2 separate regions of the Zea mays genome follow, and region 2 is linked to region 1. The links are chromatin contacts, called in public Hi-C maps. All regions are on one chromosome and are shown on one strand. The core of a region is the stretch at or near the end of the contact, and the rest is flanking DNA. Distances in the headings are between cores, read along the strand shown.

Region 1 (7,912 bases), core at 1,484-3,983:
TTGTTGTGGTACTGCTCTTTCCCAGTCGCCTTCGTCTGATATAACAACTCATGCATATTGCAGAAACACCTGGCGTCTGGCTCTAACCTTTGGCTCCTCATGGCCCATATGAAAACCCCCATTTTGACAATAGCTTCGGGGGTAAGTTGATGAAGATAAATTTTGAAAGTTTTCATAACTTCAACCAACACTTTGTCCAAAGAAAACCGAAGTTCAGCTTTCATGAAGCTTCTAAAAATCACCACCTCGTCAACTTTGGGAAGAGGAAAATTATTCTTCCCTCTGGCCCTCACGATTGAAATATCACGAAAGTATCTCCCTCTCATTGCTTCGATCTGGCCTTGTTTAATAGTCGACTTTCCAAAAAGAACATGGCTCGGTCTCCATGGCCGATCTTCGGCATCTCAATTCCCACTTTCTACATCAAAACTCTCACTATCACTAGAGTTTTCATATATTCCAGCCAACATCTCATTGGTGATCTTCTCCATGTTGGTTTTTTCCATAGCTTCGTAAAATCCGGTCAGCACCGGGTCAACGATCTTCTTCTCCTCAGCCATTTAGACAATGATTGCTAAAATGCCGAAGCTCAAAATTCAATTAAACTCTACGAAGCAAGGAAGGTTAAAATGGCAAACACAAGGCAAGCAGCTAAAATAGCACGAAAATACTCACAACACAGGCTTCTATTTATATACCCAGAACCCCATAGATTGGTGGGTCCCACAAGTCAGTGTGTTTCGCTATTCTAGCGAAGGGAAGATGTTTTTTTGGACCTTCGGCTAAAGGCGTTCGTTCACATTGCAGTCTAAATTTGTTGCAAAGAAACAAATCAACACTGCGAGAGGCTACTGTTGGGGGCCTTCTTCCTCCGAAGGTCCTCAAAAATGTGACTAAACATATGTTTCTAGTATGACATGGGTTACCACAGGGGGGCTTCGGCTTTGGGATGAAGGTTTCCTCTTGCGACAGGGTGAAAACATAACCCGAAGGTGATGAGAAGTGACCACTAAAGCTACAGCCGAAGAGCTTCGGTTTGAAGTAATGACGAAGACCAAGTATGATGAAGACCGAAAAGGGACCAACACCATCTAATCCTTAATAAGTTTATGGATGAATGTCAAGGGCATGGATGTACTTTTACTCGGGCTGCGTCCCGTGCCTATAAATAGATGAGCAGTAGCACCGTACTATTCACGTTGGATTGTAATTACTCTCTCGCATCCATACCTTCGAGCAAGCCGAAGGTATCAATGTAATATCAATCCTGTTAATATTCATGTATGTTTATGGTACAAATATGAATGAACCATTGAATTATTTTTGTTATCTTCATGTATTCTTATTCATATATGAAATGATGAAGGCACGTCCTTCATGACCTACGTCCGAAGATCATTATATCTGAGAGGAGATAATGCTTCAAAGGACGAAGGTCTTTAATGCTTAACAACTATGTTGCCTTGTTCTTGATTCACAGCATTTAAGAACAAGTGGCCAACACCAGTTAAAAGGTCCTTGATCATCAAGCCTACATCGGCTCGGTCCTTAAACGACTCAGACAGAGACACTACATTGAGACTTCCTTCTCGTGCAAGTCACCCGCCCGGTCTCATCTTTATCATTTAAACCCCAAAGTTTGGTACCTGATAGAGGTACTCTTTTCATATGTTGAACCCATCATGACCGTAATGGATCCACCATCATAAGTTTTTTTTAAAAGTTCCCATCCAGTGTGAAGCATCACCTTTTTCAACACAAAACATTTTGTTTTTCTAAAGCAAGGCTAAGCATCATAAAACTTATTTGAATAAACCAGGTAACAAGGAATGATATTCAATTTCTCAAGGAAGGAAATGCATCAATAGTTTGTCACAAAATTCCTATCACCTAATGCAGCATTCAAAGTTGGTAAAACTTTAAAATACAAGGAAAGGTAAATGCACCAGGGCATTCCTTATGTTGTCGGAGTTTCTGCTTCCTCACCACAGATATCAAAGTAAAAGTTATTTTCCACTGGAGGATTCTCGATCTGAGGAACAACCTCTTCTTCTAGTGTGGATTCTTCTTCGTGTTCTATACATGGCAATACATGTATATGAATGCTTATGCTATGTTATGGATATGCAACTGTATAACAAAAAGATAATAAGTTGTGTCTTGAATACAACTTTCTTTCACGGTGCTTATCAACCATTGAGACTTCCTGGGTAAATAATCTTCTAAGATTACATTACTAACCTTCTTAGGCTACAAGTGAAGGTAAGTTTACCAAGTTCAACTTTATTTACAAAAATTACCTCTAATTAGTTGATATTAAAATGGTTGATCTATGGAACTAATTACTGTTTTTCTGGTCAAACATTGTCCAAACAAATTCAAACTTTACTCAAAGTCTATAACCAATATTTGAAGTCTACCCAAAAAGTTTTATGATTTTTGGGATTACTATATTATTTCTAAATTTCTAAAAGGATTTACTTAAGTACCTTTAAATGCTACATAATTCAGGGTTTGAAATAAAAATCTAGGAATTATTTTTATTAAATACTACTTGATTTTAGGAGTCTAGTAAAATTGGTCTCATATTTTTTATCATTTTTTTACTATTTTCTACAGATTTCCCAAGTTATCAGCAAAAAGAAAAGGAAAACCCCATCAACAGAACTAGGCCGAAACAGGCCCGAGTCTGCCCAAACCCACGAAGATCGCACAAACGCCCGCGCTTTTGTACTACTTTGCATTGAGCCCCTTGGGTATTCGAATAACCAAAAACTGATCCTATGCGTTGTTCTCGGAGCCATCAACACTTACAAAGAAACCCCCCTTTCTTTCTCCTTCCATGATGGGGTCCCCAACCACGGACGACTGCGCAAATGCCCCGACAAACCGGTTTAGGCCACCACACCCCATAATCTGAGCTAAAATTTTTTATTACACCTAATTCAACTCTCGGTGCCAGTCTAGGGATCAAAGAGCGGACATGATTTGTATTCTAGGATTCGGTCCATGAGCACCAGTGGAACTGAAGCTCTCAGGAGCTTGTTCCCGCGAGCACACAACAATAGTATTCAAATTGAAGGTGCAGTGAGCCTAAGAAACTCACTGGGACTCCGTAATGGCAGTCGAGAAGATGGGTGAGGGGATACAGTAGTGGGTCGACGTGGAGAGTGTCCTCGACGGCATTCCATGATGGCGACGTAATGTTCTTGGCGCCTCACTACGGTAGCGTTCAATCGGTCAAGTCAGTGAGCAACCTGAGACCATAAGGACGCTAGAGCATAGACTAAAGAGGTATGACCTAACCTGGATAACTCTGGCCACGACAAGGTGTATCACGACGGCGTCCGCGGTCGATTGCGAGGAAATCCAAAATTCTCAGGCTATAGCCAAGGAAAGGGATAAGCGAGTGGTGGACTAGGTTCGTAATGGATGGGCGGAGCTAGCGTGGCACACAATATAAAGAGATCACCCGCGGTGTGATCCAATTTTGGATGAGCATGCCACGATGAATGACCCAGAGGGTGCCATGACCATGACACCACGATGAATCAAGCGGCTACGTGTCCTTCACCAAGAACATGGCGAACTCCGGTGATGATATCTCGACCGACCGTGTGGGAAAGTGGGCATGACGGTGAACTAGCTAAGGGCCTATGTTCACCCCTCCTTGGATCTTTTCATCTACCCAAAGTTATCCACTTCGTACTGAGCACAAATCTCCTAGGCGAGCACGGATCGTAGCGTGAGATCGTTGGTGGCGGTTCTCTGAATCGGGCGATCTTCTGCAGTTCACTGTTCACATTGAATGCCTCATCCTCTTGCCTGACAGCCCGACTTTGGGGCGTTTTACTCCAATTTTTGAACAACACTTGGTCCAACTTGGTATAAAGGATTTGTTCCCCAATGTAAGGGCTACAACTTTCTTATAAGGATCATAGTCCTTAACTCCATGGATCATGCACAAATTAGCTCCCAATTTGGAGAAATGTCACTGGTTTCTCAGTTCCAGCACTGCCCTAGTTTGACAGCACAAGTTTGGATGTGTTTTACACTAGGTTCCATATAGTTTTAGGGCTAGATTCCCTACACAAGTTTGTACTACTATAGTAGCTCCACAACTTTGTTATGGTGACTTATAGCAAACTCTTCATGGATCAAGAAATGCAAGAGCCCAAAGTTGGCTCATTTACACTATTTTCAGGGTTTAAGAGTAGAGATGCTTACGGACTTGTTTTGCAAATAACTCCAAGTTTCACCACAAAACTTAGAAATCTCCAAATATAAAAGTTGCTTAGTTTTTGTTATTCTATTACTTTGATATATACACTTTTGGCAAAAAGTGCATAGAATTAAAAATCATTCTATAGGGCACTAATTAGGGTTTTGGGCTCCAAATTAGGGTTTTGAGTGTCCTAGGGTACATTAAGTGCTTGACCTCTCTCTGAATCATTATTCTTTGAACCAATCCACCAACTTGGTAAGATCACTCCTTAGTGTTTACCACATAAAGTCACATGCTGCTAGTCCTTGGAGAATGACACTTCAACCTAGGGTTAAGTATCCCCTTTTCCAGACTATACCATCCCACAAGCACCACATCAAATATTTTGTTTTGAAGTTTTAGCCTAGTGGATGCAGTCTAGGTGTACCACACACAATGTAATGCTAGTGCATATGATGTCATGTCAAAGTTTAAGTTCTCGTAACACCAGAGGTGTTACATGATCCACTTTGTGATTAAGTGATTTGATTAGCTTCCTTGACCCCTTTGTTTTGGTGCTCCTCATGCTCTTAAGGGGCGGACTTAGGGTTTTGGTCACTTCCCCTCCTTTGATCACTATGAGATGGTTAAGTTGAGCCCTCTAGGATGCTTAGTACCTAATTAGAACCTTGTTCCTTAAGTGTGGTGACTTTTGCCCTAAGTGATCCACATGTGATAATGGGTTAAGGAGTCTGGGTTGGGTCAATACTAAATCTGCACTATGTTCAAATGCAGGATCCTAGTACTCAGGACAGTCGAGGAAAAACACCACCCTTTCTTGATGAGCTTTACACTTTGTTTGGTCGAACCACACACGATAGGGGCATTTTGATTAGTGTTGGAGGTGTTCGTAAGCCCCCCCGAAGCTATGGCAGCCAGGATACTCCTAACGACGGTGTGGGTTGCTCCAATATTATATCATTGTCCAAAAGGCCTATCAAGGAAGCCACAGTGGATAGCCCTCCTAAGAAAAAGATGAGTTTGGAAGAGCACATTGCTATTATTTCTGAGTCCATTTGCATCAGAAACCAGGGAACTCTTAGTCGTGGACAAGAAGAAGCTGACGAAGTTGTGCGACTCTTAAAGCAAGATGGACTTGAAGAAGACTCTGATTTTACTACATGGCAACTATTCTATGCAAAAACAAAATAGATAGGAGGTTTTTCCTTAATATGAATACTAAAGAGGGACGCCTCCATTGGATTAGGTTCAACTGGGATCATATTTCGATGTAGCTTGTCTGTGTGGTCTTGTAATAACGCTTTGATGTACATTGTTAAGTTTTCCAGTCTAGTTTTGAATGTTTGTGTTGTAATAACTATGGGTCATTTTGATGATTGCGAAAAAATTGCAGTTTAGTTTTATTTATGTGTTTGTGCACTTTAGTTTTATAACATTTGTGTTAAGTACTGCATTTCTATTTTGAAAGTTTTATATTCAAATTCGAGATGAGTATTGCATTTCTGTTAAATGTAGGCAACTCCAAGATGAGTAGTGCAGAAGACTCCGGTCACAACAACACGGCAAGTGATGATAGTTCCATCATATTTCAGCAAGCTGGTGCAGCGGCAGTTCTAGCTGCTTTCGCTTCTCGTTTGTGTACTGTTGCTCCTATGATTAATCTTCCTCCTCCATTGCCGCACGTGACAGGACGGCAATGGGTGGAACTTAATATGTGGGACTTTAGGAAGTGTCATGACAATTTTCGTATGACTCCAGATTCTTTTATAGAATTGCATGATACTTTAGTGAGGTATTGAAAGTCGCCTAGAGGGGGGTGAAGAGGCAAATCTGAAATTTATAAACTTTAAGCACAACTACAAGCCGGGTTAGCGTTAGAAATAAAGTCGAGTCCGAAAGAGAGGGCAAAAACAAATTGCAAGCAAATAAAAGCAGATGACACGGTGATTTGTTTTATCGAGGTTCGGTTCTTGCAAACCTACTCCCCGTTGAGGTGGTCACAAAGACCGGATCTCTTTCAACCCTTTCCTTCTCTCAAATGGTCACCTAGACCGAGTGAGCTTTTCTCCTTAATCAATGGGTCACTTAGACCCCTTACAAAGACCACCACAACTTGGTGTCTCTTGCTTGATTACAAGTTGCTTGAGAACAAGAATGGAGGAAGAAGAAAAGCGATCCAAGCGACAAGAATTCAAATGAACACAAATATCTCTCTCTCACTAGTCACTAATTCTTTGGAATGAGTTTGGGACTTGGAGAGGATTTGGTCTTTTGTTTTGTGTCTTTGAGTGAAGTCTAGAGATTCTTGTATTGAATGCAATGGCTGAAAACTTGGATGCCTTGAATTGTGGTGGTTGGGGGGTATTTATAGCCCCACCCACCAAAATGGCCGTTGGGGAGGCTGTCTGTCGATGGGCGCACCGGACAGTCCGATGCGCCACCAGACACTATCTAGTGCGCCAGCCACGTCACCCAACCGTTTGGGTTCGATTGTTGGAGCTCTGATAAATTGGGGCACCGGACAGTCACTGTTCACTGTCCGGTGCGCCTTCTGGCACTGCTCTGACTCTGCGTGTGCTGTCTGTGCACTGTTCACGTTCACTGTTCACTTTTGCAGACGACCGTTGGCGCAGTAGTGTGATACCCGGTTTGCAAAGAGGAGAACTGGAGGTTATTCTTTTTGTTCTTTTTCCTCATTCGAGTGATGCGCTTTGGGAATTTGGAATTTCTGGAAAATATTCACCTGTAAGACAGTAGAATTTCTTTGGTTAGTTGTTTGCGATGGGGTCGGGAGCTGTCACATGGGCAAGTTGGGCCTTGAACCTTGATTCGGCCCATTAGTCTCCCCTAACCCTAGCCGCCCCCCTTTCCCCTTAGGATTTTTGCAGCCGCCCCCTTCCCCTTCCCTTCCTCTTGGACGTCACCCCTCCCCCCTCTCCCATCTTCTTTCTCCTCAAACCTTTGCAGCCCTCACCACACAAAACCCTAACCCTCCCCCCCATTTCTCTTCCCCCCTCCAAGGTGCAGCCCTCCCGCGTGTTCTCCGTCGTGTGGCTGCGATCTCAATTGGAGTTTGGAGGGAGGAAGAAGGAAGGAGGAAGGGAAGAACCCAAGGTGAATTCATGTTTAACTTTTGTTGTTTTTGTGCTGCAATCAATTGGATTATGCGTTTATCTTTGCGAATCGGTAGAGGTGCTGTCCAGGAATTTTGTGAGTGGGTGGACAGCAGTAGTTCTAGGGATTTCTGGGAATTTTCGTGGGTTAATTAGTAGGAATCAGTGGGATAATCATGTAGAGCTTTGTCATACCTTTCCAACGAGTACTTATGCGCTCGATTCGGAGTTATAATTTAGGAGATATCATTGTTTGAATCCGGATATGTTGCTGTCCAAAAAAACAGATTTTTCAGGTGGGTGAACAACAGTAGTATTAGCAGTTTCTGGGAATTTTTCGTGGGTAATTAGTGATAACCAGTATGATAATCATGTAGGGCTTTGTCTTATCTTTCTAATGAGTACTTATGCGCTTGATTTGGAATTATATTTTAAAAGATATCGCTGTTTGAATCAGGGTATGTCGCTGTCCAAAAGAGAAAAAAACAGATTACACGGTTTATCTTGTGGACTGTTTTGAGCTAATTAGATGTTGGAATTTTATTATAAATTGTATACAAAACTTGTGGGGAAT
Region 2 (7,912 bases), core at 3,975-6,474, 410 kb before region 1:
ACATACCATCAAGATCTCTCTTGAGAGTTTGTACTCGGGCCTTCTTAAAGCGATCTTCACCAACGCGCATCTCCTTGAGCGCGTCCCATGCCTATTTCGTCGTCTCTTGCTCAAATATGGCCATCACCTTGTGCGCGCATGAAGATTTTCATCTTCACCGTCCACACGCTGTAGTTGTCCTTCGAAAGCATGGGATAACGCAGTGTCACCCCCGCCTCCTTTATCTGCACCTCGTCGGCGCTGTTGTCGCTCTTGTCGCCGCCGATCTTCGCCATCTCACGAACAAGGCTCCGATACCAAATGTTGGCCCAACTCTCTCACTTGAGCACTCACGGGATTTTCACTGACCCTCTTGGATCTAAGAAAAGGAAGTTGAAGAACACATGATGGAACACAGCCTACTAGCTTCTCTCTGTGGACGCACAAGCACTGAAGATTGGCTTCGGTATTACACATGTATTGCACACCAGCACCACACACTAGCACCAATATCCAGTTTCCAATAAAAAATTGTTGATGTGACTTTGCTACACTATATTAAGACATCGATAAAGATAAACAGAAGATTAAACGCAAAGGCATACCAGTTAAGCACCTGTTTGTCTTGAAACTCTCAAAACCATATATATCCAGTACACCAATCAAAAGCTTCGAGCTTAGATCTTGTCCTATTGAAGTATTTATCTTAGTTACAAGCCTGAAAAAACAGCAACATAAGTGAATTATCTTTTTATGTTACGGTAGTAACATACTATAAAGCAACAATAATAAACTTCTTGATAATGTGAGAACTTACCAATCAAACAAACGAGAGTAAACAATTCTGGCTAGTGCATCTCTACTGAGAGCTGCTGCTCGTGCATCTAAATTTTTAACAATACTTTCACCACGTGTTACCATAACACGCTTACACAAAGATTCCTCAAGAGCCTTCTCATCACACCTGAAATGTTGTCAAATGCATGTCATGCAAAAGATGACAAGCTAATATTATCGAGAGAGCACAAGAAAGCACTAATACATGAAAAGCTCCGCAGCTGTCCTAAGATGGAACTGGGACTTGTCATCTTTGGGTACAGAAGAATCTGCTTCACTCCCTTCTGAAAATTCCACATTGCCCAAATGAAGAATAGCAGCAACAACTCTAAATATTGCATCCTGCACGAAATGACAACAGAAGTTATAAGCAAATATTTTAACTTCAGATAAAATAAATTAATTTCAACCATACACATGTGCATACCTGTTCATCAGAACTGATGCCCACAATGTCCATTGCCCTCCTAGTTATGATATATTCTGAAGCATCATCCATCGCATCAAGCTTAATACAACTAGACTGGTTAAGATAGTGAAATGATGCGGCATCTCCCAGTTTATATCTCTCACGGTCCTGAAACGGCAACACTTTAACTCAGATCAAAAGTTGAAAACACAGTTGATGGCAAAATCTACATCATCAAAAGAAAAGCAGTACTACAATGTAGTAAGCTGGAACACAGTTGCCGCACATATATTGTTTTTGTTTACAAAGTTGATGTTTAGAATTTGGTTTGTAGCCGTGTTCAACTTTTTACCTCAGCTGGTGCATTACATAGCATGTAAAAGCAGTGATAGTTCCTTTCTGGATCAGATATTTGGCAGACACGAGACCTTTCTAAGAGGTAAGTCCTTATGGCAGCTCCTGAGATCTTCCCATTCTTGTCAAACTGAATCTCAACAAATTTTCCAAAACGACTGTGTAATAAGATAAAAGAAAGTGACAAAGTATGAGGAAAAATAAAAAAAATTGTGCTAAATGAGCAAATGCCAACTATTGGAAACAGGAAAAAGCAAATAGTAACCATGTTTTTAAAGTTCATTACCTTGAATTATTATTCCTGACTGTTTTTGCATTTCCAAATGCCTCAAGAACAGGATTTGACTGCATCAATCAAATAGATAGATTGGATAGTATAAGACACTAGAATGGCATTAAGATTGGTGAAATGTGAGTTTGATGCAATCATTCAGAAATATCAGCTTGTTCCTTTACAAACATTCCAAGATGCCAGTTCATAATCCATGCATCCACTATTTTTAGTTGCTAATATTCCCAAGTGCAAGAAGAGAAATTGGAGCCCTGACCTCCAGTACTTGTTGTTGCACTGACCTTCCCCCAGATTGAGCTTTACCACCCATAAATGCAAGATACTGCATAAGGCTTTTAGTGCTTTCTGTCTTACCAGCTCCACTTTCGCCACTCACTAATATGGCTTGACTTTTTCCACAATTCATCATAAGCCTGCATAGTCGGTATGTCAGGTACATACAACACAATAAATGCATAAAATATTCAAGCTTTCCTAGGGGTTGAAACACACCTATATGCATGATCTGCAATAGCGAAAGGATGGGGGCTCAGCTCGCCAAATTCTGCGCCTTTATAGATTCCCATCATGTGATTGTTATAAAGGTGGGGAAGTCTTTGAAATGGATTAACAGCTATTAAAATGTTGCCAGTATAAGTCTGGAAAGGACAAACATCATTAAGTGGTTAGATCAGGCCACAAGGTTGTTCTGTGCACTAGAGCATATTATGGAATACAAACATATGTAGTGTTACAGAATTCCAAACTCCTCTAATATAGAAACTAGAAACAGTAAACACCTTAACACCAATAAACATAAGAACAGCAATGATGCATGAGTAAAAATAATAAAAGTGTTGATATGTTGAATAACTCAACTTACATATATTTCATTCATTCCATATCTAGACTTTAAGTTCTGTAAAACTCCTGGTTCATTAAGATAAGCTAGCCTCGTCATATCCTCAACGCCACAGCGCTTCGCTTCTGCATCCTTAGGATACACACTTGAGACATTTGCAGTAACCTGTAAACAAAATATGTTTATTTATTTTTATTTATCATTATCCATCTACTTCAATAAATTAATTTACTAGTATAAGCTATAGTAGTATATTCTGGCACATTGGCACTCGTGAATTAACAAACTGAGACATACAGACAATTAACCTGAGGCATAAAAAAGAAATTTTAAGAGAAAAGTAATGCAACAGCCTCGGTAAAGCATGAATAGAAAGTGACAAACCATCAGGACCAAATAAACTAACAAAATGTCAATTTTGGCAGAAAATAAAAAGAGAAACATATTTTTTCTCGAAAGCGCAGGAGAGCTATGCACCTTTATATTAAGAAGATAAGGTCCAAAATAGACTGGTACAAGAGTAAAACAACCACCCGACGGTGGCCAAAACAATACATAAAGAGAAACATATCACAGAACTAATAACTGACCTTCTTCCCAGAAGTGCAGTTTATAATTAATTCATCTCCTTGTACCTCCTCCACCAACCCATCAATCCAAGCCACCTCAGCATCCTCAACCCAAACTTGAGAACCCACTGTAAAGCGGACTTTGGATGCCTGAAGCAGAATATGCACAAGAACACAACCAATGTCAGTTGACAAGTCATTACAGTAAACTAACAAGTGTGAAGAATGATGAGTGAATAAAGAATGGAAAAGCCTACAATATCTCAATCCAAAAATACAGTGAGGAGAAACATTTATTGAGAAAGTAAATAGTTGAGAAGTTCCTGAATATCAGATCCTTCCATTGTGTTTGAACTTACAAATGCCATATGAGGATCCACATCTGGTAATAATAGGACATAACTAGGGCTGGACAAAAATCTCAAAGCTCGGCAGCTCACTCAACTCAGCTCGTTAGTGCTTAGTGGCTTGGTTCGGCTCGGCTCGTTTATATTTTCAATGAGCTGAGACAGCATTTTAGCCCATGTAGTTAACGAGCCAACTCGTGAGCTGGCTTGCAAACCTAACAAGCCAAAGTTATTGATCTTGAATTTATATTATTTTCAATTACTTCATGTCTTGCACTTTACAATTGGTTGATGACTGATCTAGATCCTGTAACTTGGGATTATTATGACTTTACACTTTGTTCTTAATGGGCGTATGGATGCTTTATGTATGTGGTATAGAGTATGGATCATTGATGTATAGTGCAATGCTATAGTATATTGTTACACTTGTATATATGTTAGCATATATATTTTTGTTTGATTTAAGGCTATTGGATGTTTTAGTTCTGTATTATATTACACTTGTATATATGTTAGCATATATATTCTCAAACTTTAGGTAAAATGAAAATATTATATTTTGTTTATTTTTATATCTGGCTCGTGAGATTAACAAGCCAACTCGAGCTCGTAAACGAGATGAGACCAGCTGCCCTTCCAGGTCGTCAAGATAACGAGCCGATCCGAGTCAAGCTGCCTCGTTAGAATGTGCCGAGTTGGCTCATTATCTTAACGAGCCAAAACGTGGCAAGCTAGCTCGTTATCCAGCTCTACCTATAACCTAGCTCGTTATCCAGCCCTACACATAAACTAAGATTCTAGTTGACAGAAAAAAAAATACTAAAAGTGTGAAGAAAGAAGTATATATAAAGCATCCATAGACATTGTCCCATGATTTAGGTGCCCATTTTTGCACAAATAATGAACCAAACAGAGAATGAAGGTCCTAACAATTCTTGATTAATGCTAGCCCAGCAGTTTCACAAAACCTTGATCAAGTTCCATGAGATGATCCGAGTGTCTCAGTGAGAAGAACAGCTTGGAATCCACCATAAGACAGTATGAGGGGCTGAGGTAGAGACCCCAACCTCACCACATTGCACAACCAAGGTCGGAAGAAGGAAGGACAACAAAAGGCTGCCCACATTCGTATCCTAGGTCCACCATTTCCCGAAATTATGCCCGGTTCAGTAAGACGTGTTTATTGAAATGTCAACTGCTTCAACTAAACGATCACACCAAACGGCGTGGAAACACCCCGAACCGAGCCTGCATTTCGGCGCCCTCATCAAGCGAGGCAGTCCCCAACACACTACTACCCAAACAAAGCACAAAAAAATCGGAAGAAAAGCAAATTGCAGCGCGTACCATTCCGTCGGCGGGGCCTGATCGAGGCCGGCGGCGTCGAGGGCGAAGAAGCGGCTCCGCTAGCGCGATCGCCGCTACCGACCTCCCGTCGCCGCGAGGGGGTAGTTACTAGTTAGCGCCGGAGCGACCGACACGCGAGCCCTAGGCGGGATCCGCGCTGCCGCCGCGGGCGTGGGTGGAGTCCGCGGGATCGCGACGTTAAGCGTGCCGCTAGATTTGGATTCGGACCTGCGTTTCGTGTTTGTTTGTTTTTCCTTCCAGGGAGGAAGGCGACTAGCGCCTACCGAGGCGCGGGCAGGTGAAGAGCGAGGACCGAGTCCACGAGTGGGTGAGAGGGAAGGGGAAGAAGGCCCTTCCTTCCGAATTATATATAATACAGGGCTTATAGATTATACTAGTGATGTGTTCGTACGTTTTCATTAGACGGGAAGTGTGGGGAACAGCGCTTAGGCTACTAATATAACTTTTTTTATTTCTAAGCACTAAGGTACGTGTGGTGTGGTGACACTATTTTTTGCGGGTGTTGAGCGTGAGAAAGATGAAGCTGTGGTAGCACCAGGTACCTACATTAGATTCTCAATAGAGTAATATAGATATAGATTTCTAAACTACGTGTGGTCTGGTGGTGGCTGCGCGAGCGCTGGGATCCATAGGGCAGTAGCTGAGAGCGTGCGAAGCGTGGGGCCAATAGGGCACGACGCTAAGGTGGGGGTGTGTGGGGCGGGCCCAGTGTGTTAGCACGGGATGAAGTCGTGGTAGCACCGGGTGCCCACCTTCCGTTCTTAATAGTAACAGGGATAAGATTTTTTTTCTAGCAAATATATATCTTATATCTCTACTATCTATTATAGTATAAACCACGACATTATTATGATTTTATCCCACGTGACATTCACCCCGTGACGCTTATCCGAAACCTCGCTCCCCCCCACCTCCACCTTCGCGTCATCCCCACCCCCGCCACCGCCTCGGAAGGTCATACCCCGCCCTTGCCCCCCCCCCCCCCCCCGCCTCACATTGTTCGGCGCCTTGCGGCGGAGGATGCCTCCCTGTGCACCTTATCCTACCCTCGCCACTGCCTCAACTTCCTGTCCACGCTCGACCTGCCCGACGGCGAAGTTTCGGTGCTCGGGTCCATGTCTGCGAGGTCTCCACCGGGTACTTCGTTGGTGAGGACCGCATCTTCGGCCCTGATCCCTCCTTCCAGTCGCGCTCCTTCTCGTTGTTCCCCTTCGTCGCCCGCACCACCAACGCCCACGGGATCTCGGTGCCGACAACGCCGCCCAGCGTCGTGTGCTTAAGCAGGCGGTCGAGGAGGCCAACGTGGTCGCCAAGGCGCTCAAGGCAACCGACGTCGCCCTGCAGGTGGTCGTCGTGAAGAAAGAGCGTGCCCTAGAAGACCTGCGGGGGGACAACGAGGGCCTCAAGACCAGTGAGGTCGCTGCGAGGGAGCGCGCCGAGGAGCTCCTGAGCCAGCTCGCGTGCGATGAAAAAGACAATGTGCTGAGGGCAAGCTTTGCGCGGCCCAGCAGGCCGAGGAGAGGAGCAAGAAGGCGACCGACGAGCTCGCCGCAGCGCTGTCCGCGGTCGCCGTGGAGGCGAAGCAGGTCAAGGCCTAGCTCTCCAACGCGCAGGCCGAGCTGGAGGCCAGCAACGCTAAGGGCGACTTGGTGTGTGTTAGTTCCTATGCTTCATGAAAATTGTCTTTGCTACTGATATGTTCTACTTCGATTTCTCGACGACTTCCATTGGTGCAAGAATGATCTGCCCACACATTGTCAATGTCTTTGTCCTACTTGGAGGAATCCTCTCGTGGGGACTCCACTGTTACATCCGAAGAAGGTTCTTGTTGACCGAAAAGGAAACATCAAGGTCTCTGATTTTTGTCTCAGTGCTTTACCATCATATCTCGGGGTATATGATAAATAGTTTTCTAGACCGTGAAACGATTTCAGCAAGTTGACCGCTATATTTACTTTTAGATTGATGGATTGTTGCATACAACCTGTGGTAGCCCCAATTACATTGCCCTTGAGGTGAAGAAAGCCTGGCCACTACCAGGTCAAATAATTCTTGGTGTCTAGTTATTAATTTCTTGTGCCAAATGCTTGCAGGTTCTGTAGAACAGAAGATACGATGTATCATTATCAGATATTTGGTCTTATGGTGTGATTATTTATATAATGCTCGTACGATATCTTCCGTTTGATGACCAAAACATTGTTGTTCTCTATCAGAAGATACTGAATCAGATAAAAATGAAGTGATCTTTATAGTTCAGTTGTAGTATTTCTGTGACATCATTTTAATGATGCTACTTTTTCCTTGCACGGTCTAGATTTTTAATGGTGATACTCAGATCCCAGAGTGGCTTTCTCCTGGTGCACGAAATCTTCTTCAGAGAATTTTTGGACCCAACCTGATGAAGCTGATCACCATGGCAGAGATAGCATTTTAATTATGTTATCTGCTTATATGTAACTGGTGTTGGTGTTCTCAATATATTCCCGGGCCTGAGCTTGTGTGGTTATAAGTTACTAAAGTTGGCATTGGGTGTGTCCTTCCAAGTTCCAAATATTTTTTCCTTTTTATTATCTTGCTTAGATAGATGGGTCATGCATGCACGTACCTGGGAAATGAAACATTCGTTTTCGTACGAGGAAATTTATTATCGAATAATTTGTGCGTCATCGCAATGCACATGATGCAATTAGTACTATGAGCACATTATGGTTTGAAGCATGTTCATAGTTGCCCATTCACATGATTGTAAAGTTTTGTGTATGAGCTCATATTATGATATGCTTGGTGAACTTGTGTTCATGGAGATTGATCAATCATGTTTTATCTGAAGCTATGATTTGAAATCGACAACTTTCACAAGCACCAGTTGTTCCGTCACAATCCTCATGTCCACTATTTGAATTTGGACAT

Evidence for each region. Hi-C and Micro-C count contacts between places; a contact is called where the count stands out from the background.
Region 2: a contact with region 1 is called in a Hi-C map of ear, with 4 times the contacts expected there. The contact joins the promoter of LOC103632253 here to the enhancer-like site in region 1. A contact is called at or near these places in 3 of 25 Hi-C or Micro-C datasets (ear, leaf and tassel).

The regions. Positions count from the first base shown.
Region 1 is chr7:36,783,017-36,790,928 of Zm-B73-REFERENCE-NAM-5.0, reverse strand. No RefSeq gene overlaps it. Among protein-coding and RNA genes, the nearest start is that of LOC100217028, 170 kb to the right of the region's middle. Within about 2 kb of position 2,733, at least 10 of the 20 cell types and tissues checked have an H3K27ac peak or open chromatin away from gene starts, as enhancers often do. A contact at or near this core is called in ear, leaf and tassel, where this site is marked.
Region 2 is chr7:37,199,766-37,207,677 of Zm-B73-REFERENCE-NAM-5.0, reverse strand. It overlaps LOC103632253 (myosin-6-like), which reads right to left and starts at 5,224. Exons shown (of 39, transcript NM_001301539.1): 1 at 4,979-5,224; 2 at 3,303-3,431; 3 at 2,734-2,877; 4 at 2,364-2,509; 5 at 2,128-2,284; 6 at 1,866-1,924; 7 at 1,578-1,737; 8 at 1,244-1,393; 9 at 1,022-1,158; 10 at 797-943; 11 at 596-697. The coding sequence starts at 4,981.